Linked DNA regions of Danio rerio: region 1 is linked to region 2. A link is a contact called in public HiChIP or PLAC-seq data. All regions are on one chromosome and are shown on one strand. Each heading gives the region's core, a stretch centred on a gene start, on an enhancer-like site or on the middle of the called end of the contact. The rest is flanking DNA. Distances are from core to core; before and after follow the strand shown. Region 1 holds the start of bmper (BMP binding endothelial regulator). Region 2 holds the start of bbs9 (Bardet-Biedl syndrome 9).

The links. HiChIP or PLAC-seq counts read pairs in DNA pulled down with a chosen protein or histone mark.
Region 1: a contact with region 2 is called in an H3K4me3 HiChIP or PLAC-seq map of gastrula embryo, with 3 times the contacts expected there. The contact joins the promoter of bmper here to the promoter of bbs9 in region 2. A contact is called at or near these places in 4 of 18 Hi-C or Micro-C datasets (caudal fin, embryo, hematopoietic stem cells and 1 more) and 3 of 4 datasets of contacts at active chromatin or transcription factors (caudal fin, embryo and gastrula embryo).

What each region holds. Positions count from the first base shown.
Region 1 is chr16:7,448,249-7,453,932 of GRCz12tu, forward strand. bmper (BMP binding endothelial regulator) reads left to right here and starts at 1,806. Exons shown (of 14, transcript NM_001020487.2): 1 at 1,806-2,351; 2 at 4,447-4,532. The coding sequence starts at 2,261.
Region 2 is chr16:7,239,301-7,244,896 of GRCz12tu, forward strand. It overlaps bbs9 (Bardet-Biedl syndrome 9), which reads left to right and starts at 4,133. Exons shown (of 23, transcript XM_073925781.1): 1 at 4,133-4,240. It overlaps eaf1 (ELL associated factor 1), which reads left to right. Exons shown (of 6, transcript NM_001002115.1): 6 at 1,473-2,092. The coding sequence ends at 1,522.

The DNA of each region.
Region 1 (5,684 bases), core at 556-3,055, 210 kb after region 2:
CTGAATCATAAGCCCTTCTGTTTATTTTTTCCCCAATTTCTGTTTAACGGAGAGCAGATTTTTTTCAACACATTTCTAAATATAATAGATTTAATAACTTATTTCTAATAGCTGATTTATTTTATCTGTCATGATGACAGTAAATAATATTTGACTAAATATTTTTCAAGACACTTTTATACAGCTTAAAGTGACATTTAAAGGCTAAACTAGGTTAATTAGGTTAACTAGGCAGGTTAGGGTAATTAGGCAAGTTATTGTATAACAGTGGTTTGTTCTGTAGACAGTCGGAAAAACAATGAGCCTAGAGGGCTAATAATTTTGTCCTTAAAATTGTGTGTAAAAAAAGTAATAACTGCTTTTATTCTAGCTGAAATAAAACAAATAAGACTTTCTCCAGAAGAAAAAAATAATAATATGTGTGCTAATAATTCTAATGCTAATAATTCTGACTTCAACTGTATGCTGAGCATTGTATTCTATATAAACAGATCTCCTTTTCTAGATATTTCAATAAAATATTTTGTAGTTTTATCTTCACAAAAGGTATTTAAAACACCAAAGTACAAACTTTACTAGCATTTTTGACAATATAATCACAAACCAGTCATCATCACAAACCAATCATCAATAAATAGGCTTTCCATTAATGTATGATTTTAGTGAACTGTTAAAAATCTGAAATGTGAGGGTCCAAAAAAGGTAATATAGATAAAAACTGCCTTCAAAGTTGTCCGAATTAGTTTCTTTGCTACACATATTAACCGAGAATTACGTTTTTATAGGCTATATTTACAGAAGACCATTTACAAAACCTCCTCATGGAACTTGATCTTTGCTTAATATAAAGATTTTTGGCATAACATAATATATAATTTTGTTTCATACAATGTATTTTTGGGCGGTTCATTCCGCCGTGGCGACCTCAGATTAATAAAGGGACTGAAAAGAAAATGAATGAATGCATGTAATTCCAGCAAATATACCATGCAACATAAGCCTGAAGAACTATAAATATAATTGCTAGCAGACACTGAAATGTCTCATTTTTAACTCCCTTTAAAAATACCAAGATTATCTTCTCACAGCATATTTGAGATGCTTCCTACGTCTCTTTGATGGGTAATGTCTGTGAGCTGTGGAAAAATAAATGTATCACTCACCGTAGATAATTAAACCAATTAAAAGTAATTATTATAAGTGGATCTAAATAAGAAGATTTGTCAAACCCACTGTAATTGCTTGGGCTTGGCAAAAAAGGGATTGTCACCAAGGTGAGCAGATTTTCCAAGACACCAGACACGAGAGATCTCCAGCTGAGAAGTAATGCTCTCTGGCGCTCTCTTGTGACTAATATTACTGAAATGGGCTTCGATTGACCTGTCCATGTTACCTTTACAAGCCATTCTCCAGGTGTTTGTAGACTGGCACCATTTAAGCTTCACACTGTCTCTTCAAGTATTAATCTGATCTTTTGACATGCAGATGGAACAGTCCTCTACGCGCGCTGGATTTCAGAAGACACTTAGCACCTACTTTGGATAATGGTCGATGCATGAAGTCATTGTTATTCTAAGATTAAGAATTACATGCAAAAGGCATGTTCCCCATCCATCTTCATAATGGGCTGAAATTCTTGTTTGGTGAGAAAGTGTGCCCGGCTGAACGCTGAGGGTGATATGTGGAGGTACAGGAGATGAGGGGCGGATCTGGCTACACCTCACCAGACAGCAGATCTGCGGGATTATAAACCCCACACACGTGCGTTTAAATAGAGAGGGGGCAGATATCTGTGGACTGGAGGACGGACTTCCACCGCGGGAATGTTTAACTGGAGCTCTGAAGCCGGCGTCGCATCCGAAAAGTCTGTCAGAAAATATCCGGAGCGCTTTGACCAAACCTGGAGCTCCAGTCGGATCATGGCAGTGTCATCATCCATGCGCGCGCTCGTCTCCAGAAGACCACTGGATCTTATCTCGGTTTTAAACTCTTTGTGGAGTTTGTGACCTGCTAATCTGGATCTTCAGAAAGCTGTTTCGCCGCTGAGGTGTTTTTGTTTGTTTGTTTGGACCGTTATTATAATGTTATGGTGATTTTTCCGTCGCGCGAAGCTTCGCTGAAGGTTTCAGGATTATGAGTCCCTCATGACACCGATGTCTCCCTCTTGCTGGATTTTAAAGAAGACCGTTTCTACAGGCTTGGGATACTTTGGTTTTTCATTTTGTTTCTTTACCCCCCGTGCGTCTGGAGCGAATTTAGGATGCTGTGTCTGTCTCCTCCAGTAACCTACAACCTGTTATTCTGGTTTTTAATTCTCCAAACGCCACAATCAACTGCACCTTTAATCACCGGTAAGATCATCCAAACTCTGAAAGATCCTTCATAAGAACATGTAAACAAACTTATTTTGTGTCATCATAATATTAGCCTGTATTACAACTCGAATAAATAGCCTTGGCTTTTGGTGGTCGAGTGAAATTGAGGTTTTTAGTCAAGCTTTTTTTTTTTTTTTTTTTTAAACTCAATTTAGCAAATCATATACTTTTTACACTGAATTTTACTTCAAGTAAAAGTCACTTTTATTTAAACGTGAAAAGGTTTATCTGTGCTGCAAGGAGATATTTTACTGTTTTTCGCAATGTAGCCTTCTGTAAAATACATAAAAATAGATTATTATATTGTAATAATATAATTATAATATAATATTAGATTTTTTTTACTAGGTTTAGTCTTTGAACATAACGCATTACAAATTTCTTTATTAAATATACCAGCAATTTCCTTGTCACACTGTATTTTTTATTGTAAATAAAGATGAATGAAATATTGTTTACAATAACTGTTTCTTTCTATTAGGGTAATTCAGTGTATCACAAGTCATTTCTTTTAGAAATTTAATAGCGATTTATGATTTAGTGTTACGTTAAAATGAAATATGTAAATATAAATTAGAGTAGGCAATGTAGTTTTACTTTTCTTTTATGCCTAATAAATATTTAATGAGATACATTTGCAAGCAATTTCAGAGAAAATATACAATACTAAAGTTTGAGGTAAGTTTTATTTATTTAATTTTTTAAAGAAATTATTCTGTTCATCAAGGCGGCATTTATTAAATGTGAAATTTGTAAAAAAAAAAAATATATATATATATATATATATATATATATATATATATATATATATATATATATATATATATATATATATATATATATAAACTGCTTTCTTATCGTATGTAGTTTCAAATTAAATTATTACTCCAGTCATTATTGCTTTTATTACTATTACTATTAACAATAATTATTATTATTTAAATTTTTATTACTATTAATATTAGAGTGATTTCTGAAGGATCATGTGAAGACTGGAGTAATGAAGCTAAAAATTCATCTGTAAAATCACCAGATTAAATGATTAAATTAAATTGTGAACTACTTTTGAACAGTTACATTATAGTGCAACATTTCACAATTTTACAATTTGTACTGTATTATTAATTAAATAAATGAAGCCTTGGTGAGCAGGAGAAGCTTATTTTAAAATATTTAAACTTTTTAAACGGAATTATACAGTTGAAGTCAGAATCATTAGCTCCCCTTTTCTTTTTTTAAATATTTCCCAAATAATGTTTAACAGAGCAAGGACATTTTCAAAGTAGGTCTGATAATATTTTTTTCTTCTAGAGAAGGTCTTATTAGTTCTATTTAGGCTAGAATAAAAGCATTTTTTAATAAAAAAAAATAGGGTCAAAATTATTAGTCCCTTTATTCTATTTTTTTTAGCATAAACAAACCTATCCTCCATATCCTCCTTATACAATAATTTGCCTAATTACCCTAACCTACCTAGTTAACCTGATTAACCTAATTAAGCCTTAAAATGTCACTTCAAGCTGTATGGAAGTGTCTTGAAAAATATCTAGTCAAATATTATTTACTTTCGTCATGACAAAGATAAAATAAATCAGTTATTAGAAATGAGTTATTAAAACTATTATGTTAAGAAATATGTTGAAATGTTTTCCTCCTCATTAAACAGAAGTTGGGGAAAAAATAAACAGTGGGGCTAATAATTGAGGGGGTTTCATAATTCTGACTTTAACTGTATGTGTCATGTTTTTTCAGCATAGTTCACATTGTGTAGCTATTAATCATTTTAGTAACAACATTAATTATGTAACTATGTAGTAACTATGTAGCACATTAGTGTGACTACTTGCTAATCACTTAAATACAGAGTAGCATTGTAAAAATAAAGTGACCTACATTCCGGTTTATTTTGTAAACGCTACTGAAACTAAACAAGAACAGTTAGACGCTCCTTATTTGCAGTGGTTTGGTTATTTGCGGGCTTAATTACTGTTTGATGGTTTAAATAAAATGTTTCCAGGAAACAGGTCATGTAGAAGTCAGTGTGATTTTCTTTTTTTTCTCCCTCATTCAGGTACAGAGGCTAGCTGTGAAAACGAGGGAGAAGTGTTACACATCCCCAACATCACAGACAACCCCTGCATCTCCTGCGTCTGTCTGGTGAGAAAACCAAAACCCCTGAGCAGGACGATACATGATATATTTCCATATCAAATAGGATTTATAGTGCAGTTTGCAGATCATAAACAACTGATGATAAATAGTTGGTTTCTGAAACGTCTGTTCACAAAAAAAAAAAAAATTATTCATTGCATTTACTACATTTTTTTAAAGGTAATTGGTTGCAAACTATGGGCTGATTAACACTCGTCAAGCAAATACTGAAGTAACTAAAACTGCAATTCATAGAAAGTCCGCTAGTCCGGCTCCATAATAGAGCACATTTCTATCGAGCACACTGTAAAAAATGGCCAACTTTACAGCAGAAAAAAAAGGTGTTTACAGCCTGGTAAAAAGAAACATTTTGGTTCATATAGCTAATTTTTTTAAATTTAATTTTTATTATTTAAATTTTGATTATAAAACTCAATTATGAATTAATTTTTATAATAAAAATTAATTTAATTTTTTGAATTTTTTTATAACTTATCTATTTTGTTTATATTAAGTTATATAAAGCCTGTATAATTAAGGGCGGGGCCACTTGAGTGACAGCTAGGTCTTGCTGATCACCGTCATTTCACCTCAGCTGATTCCAGCTGATTAGCCGCTGAACTCAGCATATACATCGTATTTTTGTTTCGTTTTATGTGGCTTCACACAGTTAGCTGCCTTTGGGAATTATTTCCTACAACTATTAGATTATATGGCTTGCCATAGTAGGACAAACAAATACTATAGAAGTCAATGGTTACAGGTTTCAACATTCTTCAAAAAATCTTATTTGTGTTCAACAGAAGAAAGAAAATCAAAACGTTTTGGAACAAATGTAAAGGATGACAGAATGTTCAGTTTTGGTTGAACTGTCTCTTTAAAGGGAAACATCAAAATACTAATTAATTGTCCCTTTAAATCTTTATATTTTGGCAATATCCCTACTGTAGGTTTTGAAGTTCATTATGATCACTTAATCACTGGTGGTATTTAATAAACACATCCAAATAGGTATGTTGTTTCATTTTTACATAAATATATGTTATACTAGAATATCTGTTAGACACTTTTTACTTGCATGAAGCAGACACCACAACATCTCATACCATATATAGCTCTTTTTAAGGCAGCTCTATCGCAACAGCAGCAAAATATGGG
Region 2 (5,596 bases), core at 2,883-5,382:
GATTTTTTTGTCATGCATAGATCATAGACCTCTTTGTGATGCTGCCATGAAACATGCTGTTCACATATCTATACTTTTGCGCTCATAAGTTTGTTATTTCCAATGGAATATTGGGAGTGTAGGGATAGTTTAACCCAAAGAATGACCAGTCTGGTAGATGAAGAAGAGCCGGAGTCAGATATTTAAATAAATAAATCAAGTTTACTGAAGATAGTTTGCAGTTTCATTCGCAGAAGCCAGCATCAACACTCGCAATAAGTTCCTAGGCCGCTCTGCTTACAATCACCAATCAATAACAATTATACTCTCCCATAACGTCATTAACTGCGGCATACATATAGGTGTTCTAACCTGATTGGTTAAAACACAGACTAGAAAAATTTCCACGTGGGGTTCGTGCGTACAATTCTGAACATTATCTAAACATAAACGTCAGACATACCTTAGACTGATTAGAGCTGACTCCAGACCTGTGAAATGGATCAACAATCAAATAAAACACACACTTAAAGTATAATCTGTTTCTTATCCAAGGCTGAGTGTACTGTCAGCCGTCTTTATCAAAACTTGTTTAAAACCGGTATAATACATTCAGGCAGTTATAATTCCTTACTACACAAAGTCTATCTTGAATAAAAGTAGAATCACTTTAAAAGAATTAACAGTAAAAATAGCAAAATCACTTTAGACATTTTAGACAATATTAACTACTAGAAATAACAATACAAACAGTTGCTTCCAATCCTCAGCCCTCAGTTCCACTCAAGGTCTCCATGACCTCTGACCTAGATTGGTGGCTTCTGAAAATAGTTATAAAGAGACAGGCAAATGCACTAACATTCTTATATTAAGCAATGTGTTAACTTATTCATTAATTAAAATCAATTCACGGTTAAATACTGAGAAACAGGATGATGAAAAGGATAAACGTTGGTCCATGATGAGACGGATTGGAAAGCAGAAATCCGAATCCTTCAGGAGCGACACGCGCATGTGAAAACCTCTAAACTTTTTAAAATGCCGCTCTGCGAGTCGCATGACAAGAACTGACCAATCATTTTCATACTTTGTACAGAATATACACATTTCAGTAGTCTAATTACTTCTAATCCAATTTTGTGATCTATGCTAAGCTAAGATAAGCTAAGCTAAGCTAAGCATGCTGTCACCAGAACCGGAGATTGACTGAACGGATTAAAATATGGTAAAAATTATCAAAACTATATTTTTTTTCCGAGCAAGATGCTAATGGTCTTATCCGATTCAATGATCTATGCCAAGCTAAAGTGCTCCCACCAGAACCAGAGATTGGCTGAATGGATTCCAAAACAGTTAAACTCAAACATTTAACCCTAATGGTGTTGTAAATTGTGCCTATTTCCAAAAAAAAGTAGAGTGTTCCTTTATATGTAAAACCCACACCTGCTAGTGTTTCATTTGTTACAATGGTCTTGTTTTTGTTCCCCCCTCAGGAAATGATCTCCAGCTGAGTGAATCTGGCAGTGACAGCGACATCGACTGATCTCCAGTGATGTTCAGCTCTTGAAAACATAGATGGTGTTCCCAGCGTTATGTGTTTCATAGCTAATACCAGTCCTTCTGCAGTGCTTTTTATCCTGAGCTTTTAACGTGGAGATATCATAGGAGGTTTTGAAGAATGTAATTTTATTAGATTTTATTTTTATTGCAAAGGGAGTTTTTGGAACTGATATATACGGTTGTGTGATGCGAGATTATTGTACCTGTGCTTGTTCAGTATTTTTATGAAGCTTGTATATGCACCTTTCCTCCATGTTACGTGTGACACACACCGACTTGTTGCATGATCATTATTCTGACTGTTTTTGGCATAGTCTGTAAAGTTGAGCCAAGGTGTTATCTATAGATTGATCACAGCACATGATTTAGGCTTAATTTGTTTATTGTTTGTATGACAGAAGGGTCAAAACTCTTAAGGTATAACATTATCTGTCTTAAACAGTATTTTAAAATCTGTCTGCACTGCTGGTTTAACCAAAATTTGTTTTAATGCAGCTGACCCCAGTATAATTGTTGTATATAGCATCTGTACTGTAACAATAAAGTAAAAAAAACTAGCCATTTCTGTGGGTCTGAGTGATCATTTTTATCATGATTTTTCTTTTCAGTTCAATGACTTTACACTTTATTATGGTGGCTTGAGAAAGCCGGCATACTGTTATACTACCTAGACTGTTCATACTCCAACCACCAAACTAACTCCAAACCTCCAAATACACTGAATTAAGTGGCTATATCTTTTCCAACTGATCCAACTTACAGTTTTCAGAAAAAAAAATAACCTGAAAAATTCGTAAAAGTCCCATTGGCTTAATATTGGACCAAACTTTGTGATCTCATAACTTTGCGCCAGACTGTCTTACAGACTTAACGTTGTGCTCATTTAACTCACTAGCAATCTGCCAATCACTTATGACCTTTCAATTTACTAGCCACACCCTAGCAACTGTCCCATAGACTTCACATTCGACATACTAATAACAAACCAATTCATACTAGCAATATACTGATCCATATTAGAAACATACTAATGACATACCAATCCATACTGGAAACATTTCAACAAACTTACTTATTATACTAGCAACATGCTAATTCATACTAAATTCATGCCAACAACATGCTAGGTTATGCTAAAAACATGCTAGCAACATGCTAATTCATGCTAGATCCAGTTATAGTTTCCTATAGATTGATCACAGCACATGATTTAGGCTTAATTTGTTTATTGTTTGTATGATAGAAGGGTCAAAACTCTTAACGTATAACATCAAAATGACTTTCCTTCACTTTTGGTCACATGGAATGCACATAGAAGGCACTATCAGGGCATGTCTCATTTAATCTGAGCTGTATAAAATGCTTTTAATGCGCACACCTAAACCCCAATGACATCACTAGCACCATTGAGTGCATTGCATCTATGAGATTACATGTCTAAGACTGCATGTCTGCATTTCTGCCCTGCTTTTATCCATTCGTCAATCTTTCTTCATTTTGTTAGCAAAATCTTCCAATGACCCAATCAGTTCCCATTGGATGAAATTATGCTCTGTCCTACATTTCTTTCTAATTTTAGGACAGTTTAAATTCATGTACATCATCGTATGGAAAAGCAGGACAGTCTTAACTTCTGTTTCATGGCGATTTTGAAGATAGATTAGTTAAAACTGTAATCAACTGGGAATCCATAAGGTCAGGCTACACCAGAAACAAAAGTTTTTTTTTTCTTATGAAAAAAATAGAAGGTCAATTTAATGTATAAAAGCCCTTAGTAGCTATATACATTTCTGTGGTTTTATTTATGAGTACAAGGGAATCATCAGATAGACATTTTGGGAAACTTGCTTCAGTGAAGATCTAATCATAGACCGTTTTAAAAGCTGTCTACATGTTGTTTTAAGATTTATTTGTATTTTAAGTACAGTCAATTCTATAAATGCTTTGTATATTGTACAAATATATTTGTATAAATGATAAAGTACGTTACTCACTGTTTCAGTTGGAAGTACATCAACATACCTATATAAAAGTCTGAGCAACTTCTATTTCACACAGACTTTAATGGCAATTTAACTCACCATTTACTCATGCACAAGTGGTTCCAGATATTTTGGAGGTCTGGAACCTTTATGGAGTTTTATTAAAAAATTTTTCACTTGTTGAATACAAAAACATATTTTAAAGATAGCTGAAAACGTGTAGCCATTGACTTCTATAGTATGTAAAAAAGTATTATGGTTACAGGTTTCCAACATTTTTTAAAATAATTTATTTTGTGTTTAACAGAAAGTAAAAGAAGAAGTAAAACGTGAGTAAACGATGACAGAATATTAATGTTAAGGTGAACTATTTGTTTAATAACATACATTTCATTTTTGGTGAACTAACCCTTACAATTAAAAAGTTACTATAGTGCTCACAACAATTATATTCTATTAAAGAAAAGTTTTTTTTAATGTGTGTGAGATATTATGTAATGTTTGCTTTTTCTATTTGACCTGCAACTTAAGATCGTACAAAGCAAAATCTCCACGCTGGACTCTTATTTTGATATCGAGCTGCCATGTTCCACAGTTCTGGCTTCAGCGTTGCTGTCAGTACCATGACAACAGCGGGTCGAGTGTGAGGAGCTGAGATGTCTTGAGCTACCTGGTTTTACCACACAGTACTAGAGAAAACATCACTGCAATTACTACAGGTACAACAGATTTACGTATATTTTTCACCAGTGCACATAAGAGCAGCTTCACGGTCAACAATACATCTGTGAAACTATGAAAGTGTGAACCGCGATCGCAGCAAGCTGAGTAACGTTAGCAGATTTACCACAACAATACTCTTTCTTTCATTCACAGGGAATAAGATAACTGTTATGTCTCATATAGTTACCTGATTTCTAGCTTTGAAAATATTTAATGGCTTACGTTTTTAACATAATCGATAGACTGTTAACAGGTTGGTCTGGATGCTTTCTGTGTAACTTAACGTTACTTTGAAATCCAAATTTTAGATTTAACCTGAAATTCAGAACGCTTCTTAATATAAATAAAGAGAAACTAGTTTACACACTGAATGTTATAATAATTGGTTAATTTATATTCTTTCGTTCTGTTTAATTCATACTTAATAGTTCAGAAGTTTAGTTAACAGACTAGTAAACACACACACGCTGCCTCCATAATAGAACCCACACATATTCTCTATAAGTTATATGTACAGTGCACATTTTATTTGTCCATGTTCCTGGACCAGTCTACTTCCTTGCATTTCCTCTGTTTCTCTCTGGTGTGTGGATTAGCTGGGTTAAGCAGTCAGCAGTTAGTTAGTAAAGCTGCTTGGATTGCAGCCAATGAAATCTGCAGTCACGTGACACTTCTGTCAGGTTATACTGTCAGCTGCATGTCTGACAGTCTTGGTGGTTCAGTCAGCATCAAAAACCATGTGCTCAGAAGATGCCAACTAAGACAAAGAGTGATTAGGGGAGAGTCTTTTTGTTCTTACATTGTCATTGAAAAACAAAATGATGAACAGAATTGTGTCAGGATGTGTATTCTATGGTGGATGAGAGAGCTCAAATGAGCTGCAAGTCCATATGAAATGCAACGCCATCGATGTGATCCAAGTCCTGTGAAGGGAGGATGCCAAACGTGCATACTTTTAGAAGTCCCCATAACACTTGTCCAGGCCATATCCTGAGCAGATGCAGTGGTGGTCATGGAGGAGGAGTGGAGAACATGAAACTGATTCCTGAAAGACCCCAGTGACAGACGAGTCTGCGCTGATCTCGTGGGCCAGCCTGAATACCTGACGGTGTCGTACTCACAACTGCAGCTTCTTCACGATGGACGTCAAGCTTTCCCCAGCCCCCGGCACCTAAACTGCAGCTCTGCACAAGAAGTTTGGCCAGAGGAGAAATGGTCATGCCCCAATGAGCCTGGTTTCTCTCAAGTTTTTTTTTTCCTTCACTTTTGTCAATTGGTGAAGTTTGTTCCTCACCTCTGTCACCACTGGCGTGCTTGGTTTGGGACTTGTGGAGCTGCGCATCGATGGATTT